3 separate regions of the Gossypium hirsutum genome follow, and all the other regions are linked to region 1. A link is a contact called in public Hi-C data. All regions are on one chromosome and are shown on one strand. The core of a region is the stretch at or near the end of the contact, and the rest is flanking DNA. Distances in the headings are between cores, read along the strand shown. Region 1 has its middle 11 kb from the start of LOC107921509. Region 2 overlaps LOC107921512 (ferredoxin-dependent glutamate synthase, chloroplastic). Region 3 holds the start of LOC107921508.

The links. A called contact is a pair of places that touch in the nucleus more often than the background predicts.
Region 2: a contact with region 1 is called in a Hi-C map of leaf, with 2.6 times the contacts expected there. The contact joins two enhancer-like sites. A contact is called at or near these places in 4 of 34 Hi-C or Micro-C datasets (leaf and petal).
Region 3: a Hi-C map of hypocotyl shows a contact between it and region 1, with 3 times the contacts expected there. The contact joins the promoter of LOC107921508 here to the enhancer-like site in region 1. A contact is called at or near these places in 7 of 34 Hi-C or Micro-C datasets (hypocotyl, leaf and seedling).

Annotation. Positions count from the first base shown.
Region 1 is chrD01:60,603,026-60,607,184 of Gossypium_hirsutum_v2.1, forward strand. No RefSeq gene overlaps it. Among protein-coding and RNA genes, the nearest start is that of LOC107921509, 11 kb to the right of the region's middle. Within about 2 kb of position 2,311, at least 3 of the 9 cell types and tissues checked have an H3K27ac peak or open chromatin away from gene starts, as enhancers often do. A contact at or near this core is called in hypocotyl and leaf, where this site is marked.
Region 2 is chrD01:60,496,415-60,500,573 of Gossypium_hirsutum_v2.1, forward strand. It overlaps LOC107921512 (ferredoxin-dependent glutamate synthase, chloroplastic), which reads left to right. Exons shown (of 34, transcript XM_041087544.1): 31 at 1-194; 32 at 331-409; 33 at 1,105-1,188; 34 at 2,078-2,706. The coding sequence ends at 2,239. Among protein-coding and RNA genes, the nearest start is that of LOC107921512, 32 kb to the left of the region's middle. Within about 2 kb of position 2,342, at least 2 of the 9 cell types and tissues checked have an H3K27ac peak or open chromatin away from gene starts, as enhancers often do. A contact at or near this core is called in leaf, where this site is marked.
Region 3 is chrD01:60,667,638-60,671,796 of Gossypium_hirsutum_v2.1, forward strand. It overlaps LOC107921508, which reads right to left and starts at 2,249. Exons shown (of 1, transcript XM_016851353.1): 1 at 1,923-2,249. The coding sequence starts at 2,249. The coding sequence ends at 1,923.

The DNA.
Region 1 (4,159 bases), core at 1,061-3,560:
ATTCCCCTTCAACTCACTTTTTTATTTAATAAACAAGCCCTCAACCTATTTTTGTAGTTAAATAAGCTCTTAATCTATGATTTTTACTCATAAAAGCCCTTTATTTTATTATTAAAGTAAATATATTTTACCTAAAGTAAAGCTATTTAAAAAAGTATAAACTAATTCGCATTTTATGTATTATTTTAGTAATTTGATGAGAATAGTTTATTTAAAAAATTTACTAAATTTGATGATAATAGTTTATAATTATAATTTATTTTTTCTATTTGGGTCACATTTATGGGTGATCAGTTTTATTATTATTTCTGGTTTTTCAATAAGGCCTGCCTGGTATTTCTATTAATTTTTTAATTAAATCTAATATTAGTTAAGTGATAATTAAGATACTTAGAATTCTAATTAAGTAATAACTCTATTTTAATTTAATAAAATATTCTCATTTAATAACTTATTAAATGAGAATAGTTTATTAAATTAAAATAGAGTTATTACTTAATTAGAATTCTCTCATTTAATAACTCTATTTTAATTTTAAAAAAATTAAGTAAACTATTTTAACTTAATTTTTTAAAATTAAAATAGAGTTATTAAATGAGAATAGTTTATTAAATTAAAAGGTTGAGGGCTTGTTTATTAAATAAAAAAGTGACTTGAAGAGGAATAAAAAGAAAATAATAAATAAGGAGGGCTTAGAAGGCAATTAGCCACATTTCAATTTTAGTGCGCCCCACACGCACAGGAGCAGCAATTCAATTTCAAAATTCAAAATGGTAAATTTGCATGTCAAGTCCTTGAAACTACAGAAAGTTACATTTTAGTCCTTTGGCACCATTGGTGCCGCCAATGTGATTGACCTGATCAGGCTGTTGTCAGGTTTTTTTTCCTTCTCTTTTTTGGTTTTTTTTGGTATATTTTGGTAAATAAAAAAAAGTTATAATATTTTGGTAAATAAAAAAAAGGATAATATTTTGGTAAATTTTTATTTTTTTATAATATTTTTATAAAAAAACCCACCTCCATACACTCTTGTATATTTAACTGTATTGGTTAAAATTAAAGTTATCTAAATAAATTTTTTGCTGTTTTGGATAAAGTAAACTAAAAATCACTTAATTATTAGTAAGTTTGTACTTTGGTCACTCAATTTTAAAAAAAGTTACACATTGATCTTTGAACTATTCGAAAGTTACAAATTAGTCACTCAACTATTAGTAAGCTTACAATTCGGTCATTTAATTTTAAAAAGTTATAAATTGGTCACTAAACTATAAGTAAGTTTATACTTTGAATATTTACATCATTACTTCCTAACTTGATAATCTAAACAATATCAACTAAGGGTGGAGCCAGAAATTTTGAATTGTGAGGGTCAAATTTTGAAAAATTAAAATGATTATAAAGGTCGTATAAACTAATAATTTGGTTTTTTTTTTTGAAAAGTTGTGATTGTGAGGTTGATAATATAGTTTTTGCAAATATGCATGCCATTCTGAGGTTGATTGTATCATTTAGATATGTAATTTTAATTCTTAATTTTGGATCGGCTGAAAGGTTTTCAAAACTTAACTCTTTAGACTTTTTTCAAATTAAATCACTTTAGTTCTTTTTGGTGTCATGAGAATGCAATATGTCAAACACAATATGAACACAAACACAAGATTCACAATAATGACACTATCAACAATATTTTATAAATAGAAATGCTAAATTTCTAATCAATTTTCAAGAAATTCGATACTATAAAGGCAATCAATCTTAATTTCTCCTAGTATTTCTATTAATAAACCTATAAAAGTTATTACTCAATCAAGATATTAGGAATCTCATACAAAATCAATATTCCAAAATCATTTGACGAATAAAATAGAATCTTGCATAGAAATCCCAATCCTTTATAAGAAAAGTCACAATCCTAAATTTTTAGATATTAATCAATAAAGTTTGGAAGAGTTATTATCAAATTAAGAAGACTTACTTAAAAGTATTGAAAAATTAATTACATATAATATAAAAATTATAGAGTGTGCAAGAGAATAAGAGAAATTTAAGAAAAATGATGAATGTTTATGTAAATAATAGGCCTAAGGGTTTTTGAGTTTTAGTAGTGGAGAAAACAATTTTTTATATAAAATAATCTTTTTTCAAAAATTTTGATGGCTCATTTAAAAAAAAAATGAGGTCAATTCACCAATTATATAAATTAAAACTTTTTCGTAAGTCTTCTTTTAACTTTTTCTTTATGGGGTCCACAATCATGAATGTGGCTCCACCACTAGTATCAATAACTCAAGCCCCAAGTTGGGTCCAAAAGGAATGATGTTGGGCCTTGGTGCAATTGAGGCTGATTGGGCTTGCATGTGATTCAACCCAATCTGGAAACAGGAATAGAAATTAGAATTAATTAAAAATAAACTAATGAAAGAAAAATAACAAGGACAAAATATGCCCTTCCACCCCCCTAATCAATTGTAAGTCTTTTCAAACTCGAATATAAGTAGCTGATGTCAATTGTAAGGATAGAAAAGTTATATATACCTCCACTTTTCTAAGAAAATTGATAAATAAATAACAACCCTGATTAAATCATGAAATATTTTCTTGAAATTAAATCCCTTCCATGCTCCTATCAATACCTTTAAAAACAATTAGTAGATATTAGTAATTGATCCAAATAAATGCTAAGTGGTATTGAGTAATTTATTATTAGATACTCTCGATAGACTTAAATATAATTATATATGAACCTTATGTGACGGCCTAATGGTCAAAAGTATTTATTATCCCATGTGTGATTTAAATTCGAGTCGCGCTAATTACGTTTGTTATTCGAACTTTACACTGTTATTATAATTTACTAATAAAAAAATTCATATATATTATTTTTGCCCCTTAGTCATGAGATGAAATGTGTATATGTCATTTAGTGCAGAGTATGTGAATATAAAAAAAATAGATTTAAATAATTTCTCTCTGAATTTTGAGTAGCATCACCAAAAGGAGAGTGTCATTAGCTTGTCCTTTTTGCATAATTGATGGTTATTGACAAGCATCACCAAAAGGAGAGGTGTCGTTAGCTTCCTTTTTGTCTGCTGAGGAGTCATTTCAGTCTTTTCCTTTTTAATATTCTTTTTAAGACATTTTAGAAAGAAAAAGATAGGCTCTTTTACATTAATAATACAAAACAATTAAATAAGAAAAAATTTATCTTATGAGAATAATATGTTTTGAATAGTGTTTTTTGATGTGGCCATGTAATAGACGACATCACCCTTAAAAGAATTCCAATTATAATTAAATCATTTCAGGTGAAAAAAGAAATGTTTTTTAATTGGTGTTATCAGTTTGTATGGAAACATTGAAATTTTATTGAAGAAATACGGGTAATTGCATCAAATATAAAGGAAATTTGAAAATTTACAGTTAATATTGATATCGCCCGATTAAGTGGCGACCCTAGTTTAAAATTTGAAAAACAAATTTTTTTGCAATGTATTAGGGGTGAGACTGCCATAACTAATTGGTCACATCAGCAATAAGAGTGTCAAGGCAATGCTACCTGACAATCGGTCACGGCAACCCCTCCCCCAATACATCATTTATATATATTAATTTCACCTTCCAGACCAATATTTAAACATTGATCCCCTCCCCTCCTCCCACACATATTTTGGAGTTGAGCAAGGGTACAAAAAAAAAAAATTCTCCTCCCATACAAATTTTAAACAGAAGCAACGGTTAAAAAAACAACTTATCACGAGTTGGAGTTCTAGGGCATCTTGTGAAACTTATAAGGTTCAGTTTTTTTTTTTTGTAATAATTTATATATTATATGCTTATATTTTATGTGCAAGGTTTAGATTTAGAGTTTAAGGTTATATTATATGTTTATAATTTATTTGTTGGAGTTTTGGGGCAACTTGTGAAATTGTTTCTAATATGTATGTTAAAAATTATTGATTTTTTAAATAAAACAAATTATGTTTTAAATTTATATGTTAATTAATTATGTTCATATTTTACTTATTGTGTTTTTGCTTTAGAAGTCAGTTGTGAAACAAAGAGATAAGTGTGTGTGATTGAAGTTTTTATTTTTGTTATTTTTATGTTTGTAATTTATATTTTAATAGATTAGTTATGTTTATATTTTTTTAAATAA
Region 2 (4,159 bases), core at 1,092-3,591, 110 kb before region 1:
GGGTTTTGCCCTGAGGATGCAACTATTGTAGGAAATACATGTTTGTATGGAGCAACAGGTGGACAAATCTTTGTTAGAGGGAAGGCTGGAGAGCGCTTTGCTGTGAGAAACTCACTTGCCCAAGCAGTGGTTGAAGGCACTGGTGACCATTGCTGCGAGTACATGACTGGTGGTTGTGTGGTTGTACTTGGAAAGTGAGTAATGGTTTATTTTTTGTACTGGTTGTCACTAAGCTACTTGATGTAATCCAATTAGCCCCACCCCCCCCCCCCAAAAAAAAAGAAAAAAAAATTGATGTAATTCTTTGAATGTTGCATTTATTTTTGACAGAGTGGGGAGAAATGTTGCTGCTGGAATGACTGGAGGTTTAGCATACATGCTTGATGAGGATGATACTCTAATGCCCAAGGTTTGAGCAGAAGTGGCCCATCTTCCTCTCTTATATCCTGGCTTCTTAATTTATTATACATTGGAAAGTATTTAACAATCTTGCATCCTTGAATATAATTTCTAGAAATGCTGTGGTTAATTAGTGATGAGACCTCTCTGCTGCCATAGGAAATGATTCTTCACTAATTGCATGCCATCAGTCATCAGTTGTGTCCCATTTCTTCAGCTGCTCTGAAACAGAATGTGGTCACATGAGACACGCACAAAGTTTATAAAATATTTTAATGCTTTAGCCTTTTCTCCCCTTTCTTTCTACTTCAATTCACCTTATTATTACTGATATATTTTTTCTTAGATTCTAAACTTTGGAATACTTCCTTTTCCCCCACACTCTACTAAAAGAAGAAGAAAAATATCCTTTTGAACATCAATTTCCTCTAGTTTAGAGGTTTCCAATTGTTAGCCAAAGCATTAGATTCATAGATTTTGCAATGAAGGCCTCTTGCACATTTCCAGTCTGCTTGCTTCACTTTTGACAATTGTAGCACATAAGTATAATCTATAGGGATGCAAGTCAGTGAAAGTAATGTTTTTGTTCTGGTTCTTCTAATTGATCAAATATCTATGAGAAAAATATATCATACTATTACCATTTGCTTTCCATCAATATTCCTTCAGATTCACATCTTTACAATTTTATAAATGTTTGATCAGGTAAATAAGGAAATTGTGAAGATCCAAAGAGTAACTGCCCCTGTTGGACAGATGCAGCTTAAGAGCCTTATCGAGGCCCATGTTGTAAGTTCACCTTGAATTGTCCAACAATCATAATGAACCAGCACAATGAACACTTTGACTTGTCACATATTTCTTAGGTTAAGAGCCACTGCTTGCTGACAAGTGGGCAGTGGCAGAGCCACTTAAGACTGTGGTCTGGCTAAGTTTTAGTATTCTCTTATGTACATGGTGAATTTAGTTTAGGCTCTTCAAATGGTACATGAAAACTAATCTGCCCCCCTCAAAAATCTAAACCTCGAGTATAAAATGCTGTTAAAATTTATAGGAATTTCTTTTATATGAAGTAATATTTTAAAAATTCAAGATTCCCAAAAGATTAAATATTGAAATCGTGATGATTAACAGTTTTTTTGTATAGTATATTCTTCAAACAAAATCTGTTCCTACTAATGTTAAGTGATTTGTCCATTAGCAAATAGTTGTCACAAACACATCAATAATACCTTTCTTTTATATGCTGAATTGTGATGTATATATATATATATGCACACATGTATATTCTATTCTTTTGTTTCAAAATTCGTATTAGATTTTCCAAACGAAAATGAAGTCTTGAATACACTAGGCTATAAATCAGTAATATGAATATAGAAATATATAGTCATTTATTATGATTTTTGCTAATTGTAATTTTATCCCCTGCTGCTTCTTATATTACGGAAAACACTTTGATTTTCTTTATTTTCTGAGTGAATTAATCAAGGACATTCTCTTTTTCAATTTGAAGACTACGATTATAATATCAATACTATCTCATGTAATGATTATTGCCATTAACTTTAAAAACTACTTTTACAAATGTCGGATTTTCTATTGCGGTATAAGTTCTTTATGTGCTTTGCCTTTATTTTCTTGAACAATGTCCTTACTTTAAATCTTCATGGTGAAGGAAAAAACTGGGAGTGCCAAAGGCTCTATGATTTTGCTTGAATGGGACAAGTACCTATCACTGTTCTGGCAGCTGGTTCCACCTAGTGAAGAAGATACCCCGGAGGCTTGTGCTGAGTATCAGAGCACAGCTTCGGAGAAGGTGACGTTGCAGTCAGCCTGAGTTAATGATCAGACCATATGTTCTCTTAGAGCATTATTCTTGCCCCACACTGTACAGATCAACCAAAAGGGGATTGTTGTGGGCGTCGTGAATGAATGCTATCTTGCTTGTGGGAGTTCAGTGCGGGGAGAGGAAGAACTTCGGTAGTATATGGTGTCAGCATTTGGTCTTTGTCAATCCATCCGAAAGCATTCAACCTCCAGGTGTTATAGCAGTTATGTAGTCATCATGCTTGAAAGTTGTAGATTCAGATTAGTTTAGTTTAGTTTAGTTTTCATAATATTGTCCAAGGTTTATTTGGGTGGCACGCTACTCGCTGCCCTTTTTCCATCCAATTGAACTTGGTTTGTTCTACGCTCGTATTCAGTGCCATTACTTATCGTACTTTGGGTCAAAGTGTATTTTTTATCTTCACTATTCTGTCAGCCAACTGAAAATAAAAGCCTTGCGATGCCAATTTGTCTGAATACTAGTTTCACAGAGCCCAAATGGACGAGGACATGACTATCTTGTATGGCAATTATCCTACTACCATGATATGCTAATTGTGCATCCATCTTATAAAAATAAGTGCAAAACAGGTCAAAATGGAATCTGTTGGTTTGAAGAGCTTCCATTTAAGGGTATTTTGGCTTGGCTTTAGATAATGTGTATTATATTAGTTTATCAGTAATCAAACTGACTTAATAAAAAAGGTCCATTTGAAAGGATTAGACTTGGACAAGATGAAGGGGCAACCACTTGGATGAGTTTACATAGTATTTGAGAGCTTTAAATGTAAAAAAAATGATGAGACCTAGAACCAAGGGAGCTGCTGTAAATGTTTTCCTGATTAGAGCTGTGAGGATAACGTCGGAGTTTGTCACTTCAACCAAAGACATTTTAGCAATTAAGTTGTAAGTTAGGATTCATTAATTGAGTTGCTGCTGCCATCTTTTTTATGGATCAAATGCCCTTTTAAGGTATAAGGATGAAATTGAAATGATAGATTAGTGTTCCCACGCCCCTTTTGGTTGAGTAACGAACAAAGATAATCATAGGATTCTAACCAACTCTCTAAAATATGAACCTAGCAAATTAGAGTGTTAAAAGTTGCAAGCTTGATGTTGAGTTGCTGCAAATCTTTGAAGCTCAAACAATAATTGAATCTTGAAAGAAAAACTCTCTTGAGTAATTTTATTAATAATAAAAAAACAAAAACAAAGGTACATATCCTAATGGCGATCATGCCTTCCTATATATAGTTTAAAATTGGCTTGCAAGTTAAGAAACTCTAAACCTCTTAAGATTTAGTCAACTATCTTACAATGCATGCAAGCTAATTCTTCTAAGACCTACTCAAACTACTTGACATGCAAGTATGTAGCATTTGCAAATATTTTTATTGATTTGTATCAGCCACTTGCTTGCCAAGTAATCAATTATTTAACTCTAAGAAATAAAAAAAGTAAAATAAATAGACTTACTTGGAGTGTAATTTTCGGGCATGTGCAATGCCTTTTACTAGAAATGAGGGTTAAACTTATTACAAAATTCTCCAAAGTTACTTGATAAATAATAAAATTGCTAGCTTCCTTCGACGGGAATGGGAGGTGCAGGTAACACGAAGGGAATCGGCTAGATGCAATAGCGGTTATGGCACTTGGGAACCATTATGGGATTCTTGTCTTTCCACAAGCTCCTATGGATGTGCTACAATTGCTACAAGATTATGAGAGTGGTTTAGAGAGGATGAGAAGGGTCTCTGTTTAGTTTAAGTTCTCTTCAATACAAAAAAGAGTCTTACTTGACACATACTTGAGTCTGCTCTCCAAGTTTCTAGAGATTTGAAGATGATTCTAGAACTTCAGTTTGAAACTCACTTGAAATAAAGCTTTAAACAAAACCTTGAATTCCATTCTCCAATTGTTTAGTCTTTGT
Region 3 (4,159 bases), core at 999-3,498, 65 kb after region 1:
AAATTTTTATCTAACTTTTACTTTAATTCCAATTTAATCCTAACTAAACCTATATATTTTTCTTTCTCAATTCATACATTCTTGCTACTCAATTTCTTGCCAAACCCACATTTAACTATCTAATTTTTATCATATCTTCATAATTTCGAATTTATTTCAATTTAATCCCTAAAATTCAAAACTTATAGCTTAGTTGACAATTCAATCATTTATTCAATTCCAATCAAAATTTCTATCAAATAAATCCCTACTTTAACAATTTATTCAACATGAACCATGCTTAAAAACCTATAAACTTCCAAAACCTCAACTTATTTTTAACAAAACTTTGTTTTAAAACTTCTAAAACATCTAAATTAAAAGAAAAGGACTTGATTAAACTTACCTTTAAAGCTTAAAAACCTTAAACACTAATTTTTCCTTTCTTTCTCTTTTTCTTTTTCTTTCTTTCTTTCTCCCATGTTTCTTCTCTGTTTCTCTCCGTCTATTCTGTTTCTTTCTTTTCTTTTGCTTTGTTTTATTTTACTTTATGTTTAGTTAATTAATTATAAGTATTACAAATGTATGTATTTTATTAATACACTTGTACTAAATCATCACCATACATTTTTCTTTATTTATTTATTTTATAATATATTAATAACTAATAAATATCTTTTGCTTATTGTTTAAGAAAATATACAAATATATTACAAGTGTATTTTTATGTATTTTACACGTGTTTATTATCACTACCATACACTTGTCACTATTTTAACATTTCACAATATGTAAAAATAATAATAATAATTATTATTATTTAATTATTTATCTAATAAATATCTTTAAAATAATAAGTATCTATTTAATATACAAATAAAAATATATTACAATGGTATATATTTATGTTTTACACATGTATTATTTAATCATCATTCATTTGGCACAAATACAATATCATGATAATAATAATATAAAACCATAATAATGGTCAATAATTATAATAATTATATACATGTAATATTTATATATAACTTAAATAAATCTTGGATTTTAATGCATGTATGCCGCCTCATTTTATATAAATGGCTTAATTGCCATTTTAGCCCTTTTTACTTTCTTTTAATCTATAATTAGACTTTCATTCTTTATTCAATTTGATCATTTTTCCTAATTATTCTTAATTAGACTAAATTCACCTAATTAATACGTAATTAAGCACTAAACTAAACTCATAATTACTTCTAATAATTATTTATGACTCAGTTTACTAAGACGGGGGCCCGATAATGTACTTTTCCGGTATCCTCTTTTATGCACGTTTAGTTACTATTTTATGCACAATTTCTCTATTCACGTTCATCATTTCCACATCACTATCACATTCACACTTGATGCACTTACAAGTGCCACTACAATGCTCAATGAGCCACAATCATTTTAGTTCACATAGATGTGCATTAAACCAGTAAACCACTTATCATATACTGATATTTTCACTTATTACTTGCTATATTATCACATCTCATATCCAATCACACATCACATGAACACCATTTTTCAAAATGAGGCAAAGGTATAAAAACACTTACATTTGGAACTTAGGATATGTGTTTAGGCTAACCTAAGCTCCCAATTAACTCAATGAATCATGCGTACAAATAATTGGTCCTCTTCTTCTTTAACTGCAACATGTGCTCCATCTTGCTATTGATTTCTTGTTTCCTTGAAGAACCTCTAATGTGCCCCATCAAGTTGCACCTTCTACAGTTCACATCTGGCCTTCTTCAACACCTAAAATAGAGATGGTTTTGCTTTCCACAATACTTATATGAAGAGTACTTGTTGGAATTTCCAACACCACTACCTTTTGTAGTAACTTCTGAACCACTATTGCCACTACTCTTCTTCCTATTCCACTTATGGTCCTTTCCTCCTTCACCCTACTGCATCTTAGCCTTTAATGCTCCTTCTATGCTTCCTTCCTGCCTTAATAGCCTCCTCTGCTCCTTTGCTTGTAAAGTACTGATCAACTCCACTACACTCAGCTGAGTCAAGTCTTTGGTGTTTTCCAAAGAAGAAATTGTTGCTTCATACTTCTCAGGCACAAAAACTAGTTTTTTTTGCACTAGTCTACGATCAGAGAGATTCGTCTTAAGAACCATTACCTTGTTAGCAATATCTATCAGCTTGTCTAAGTATTCTTTGATTGACTCAGACTCCTTCATCTGCAGCCTCTCGAATTCTCTGATCAAGTTCAAAAGCTCCATGCTCTTAATCCTCTCATCTCCTTAATACTTAGCCTTGGGGTAGTCTCATATCTCCTCTGTTGATCCAAAAGCCATAAATCTATTGAATATGGTTGGTGAAATAGTAGCTTAAAAGCAAGCGTTTTCTTTTGCCTTTCCTTCTTGGTGGTTCTCTCGTTATGCAGTTTAATCTGGTTCATAGTTCGATTGTTGAGAAGTAGAGTCACCTCATAGTCTTCCTCAACAACTTTCCAATAATCACAACCCTTCATGTATGCTTGCATTCTCATAGCCCATGTTTGATAATTCTCTCCATCAAACACAAGTAGGGCTAGAATAGACAGGTTGCTTGATCCTAATTCCATTTTTCTCAATTCCTCACAAGTGTATCTCTTAGTTTTTCTCTCATGATTCTCACAGGGCTTCTCTCATAGGTCCCTCAAGAAAAAAGGTTATTGATACCACCATTGTTTCAGCAAAGAGCTAACTGAAGGCATAAAAACTGAAAATGGAGAAGGATGATCAAAATTCATTAACCAAGCAATGCTTATATACATGACTCAAGCTAACAAACTCTAACAAACCTAGCCCCCTACTTTTACTAAAAAGCTTACAATCTCCCTAGTACTTTGACAAAGACTTTCTTAATGAAAAAGAAAGACTTTGCAACCCTTGAGACACTAACATAATCATATTTACCACCTTGCATGTCCAACTTCTCCAATTTTCTACAAACACAACCCCCTAAATGTGGGTATTGGTGCTTTGGAACGCTTTCTAAAATATTTTAGTGTATGAATGATACATTAAAATATTTTAATGTATGTTATTTTTTAAGTGTATTAGAACTTAATTGCTTTGTATAAAATATTTTAATTTTGCTATCTATGAATTATATAGTATATATTATATATATGTGAAATTATATATGATTGGATTGTATTATTAAAAAATACCAATTTTTAATAAATTTTAAAAATTTAGATGTGTTTATTAAGGGAATGCTACTAGCAACCTCGTTTTGCGGCGTTTGGAAGAAAGAATGCCATAAAAAGCTTGGAAGTCATGACTTTATCCACTAACCAGGTGGATTTGCTCCTTTATGTTGTCGTGACATTGCTTCCTTCAAGTCGTAGTGCTTGCCATTTATTTCTCCATAATTTTCATTTAACATCCTTCTTAACTTACACAATAATTGCAACATATTAAAAATAAAGAAAAATGCATTAAGTTGATTGAGCGCTAATTCAATTGACATCAATGCTATTGCGATAATAAGGAAGATGTGAGCTTGAGCGTTTACACTTTTCCTTTTATTTAAGGATTTAGAGGGTTAAGAATAGAAAATTGCATTGTATAAAAAGAAAGAAAGAAATGAATGAATTGAAATGATGAAAATTAACAAATAAATACCTAAATTCTAAAACATGCAAAATAACACTAGAAAACTAGTAATATTTCTCTAAAACAAAGATTGACACAAAGGTGAAAGTGTGCTAAAATATAAAACAAATATACAATCATCAGAATCCGACGTGGGTTCAAGTGTAATAAGTGAGGAACCAAGTGTCCTTGCATCTAATGTCCCATTGTCCCTTAGTCTTACTCTTATAGTGAAGTAAAAGTGTTGGGCCTTCGCCACATTTGTTGAGGGCCCTTCGATTGTTCTTAAAGGGTCTCAGTCTCCCAGTCTTCCTGGATTCTAACATGCAAATTTAATTTAAGAGCTAAATTTAAGACAACTCTAGGCAAGTCGTTCTCTAGAAGGAAAAATTTGCCCATTCGGGCTTGTCCTCCCTAACTTTTGGCAATTGCTTTAATAAAGCACAAAGTGCTTTTTATGCCCCAAAAAGGAAGTTAATTACATATCACCTTTTAGTGTTAAAGCAAGATAATGACAAAAGTTTTAGAAAGTAAATAAGCAAGTGGAA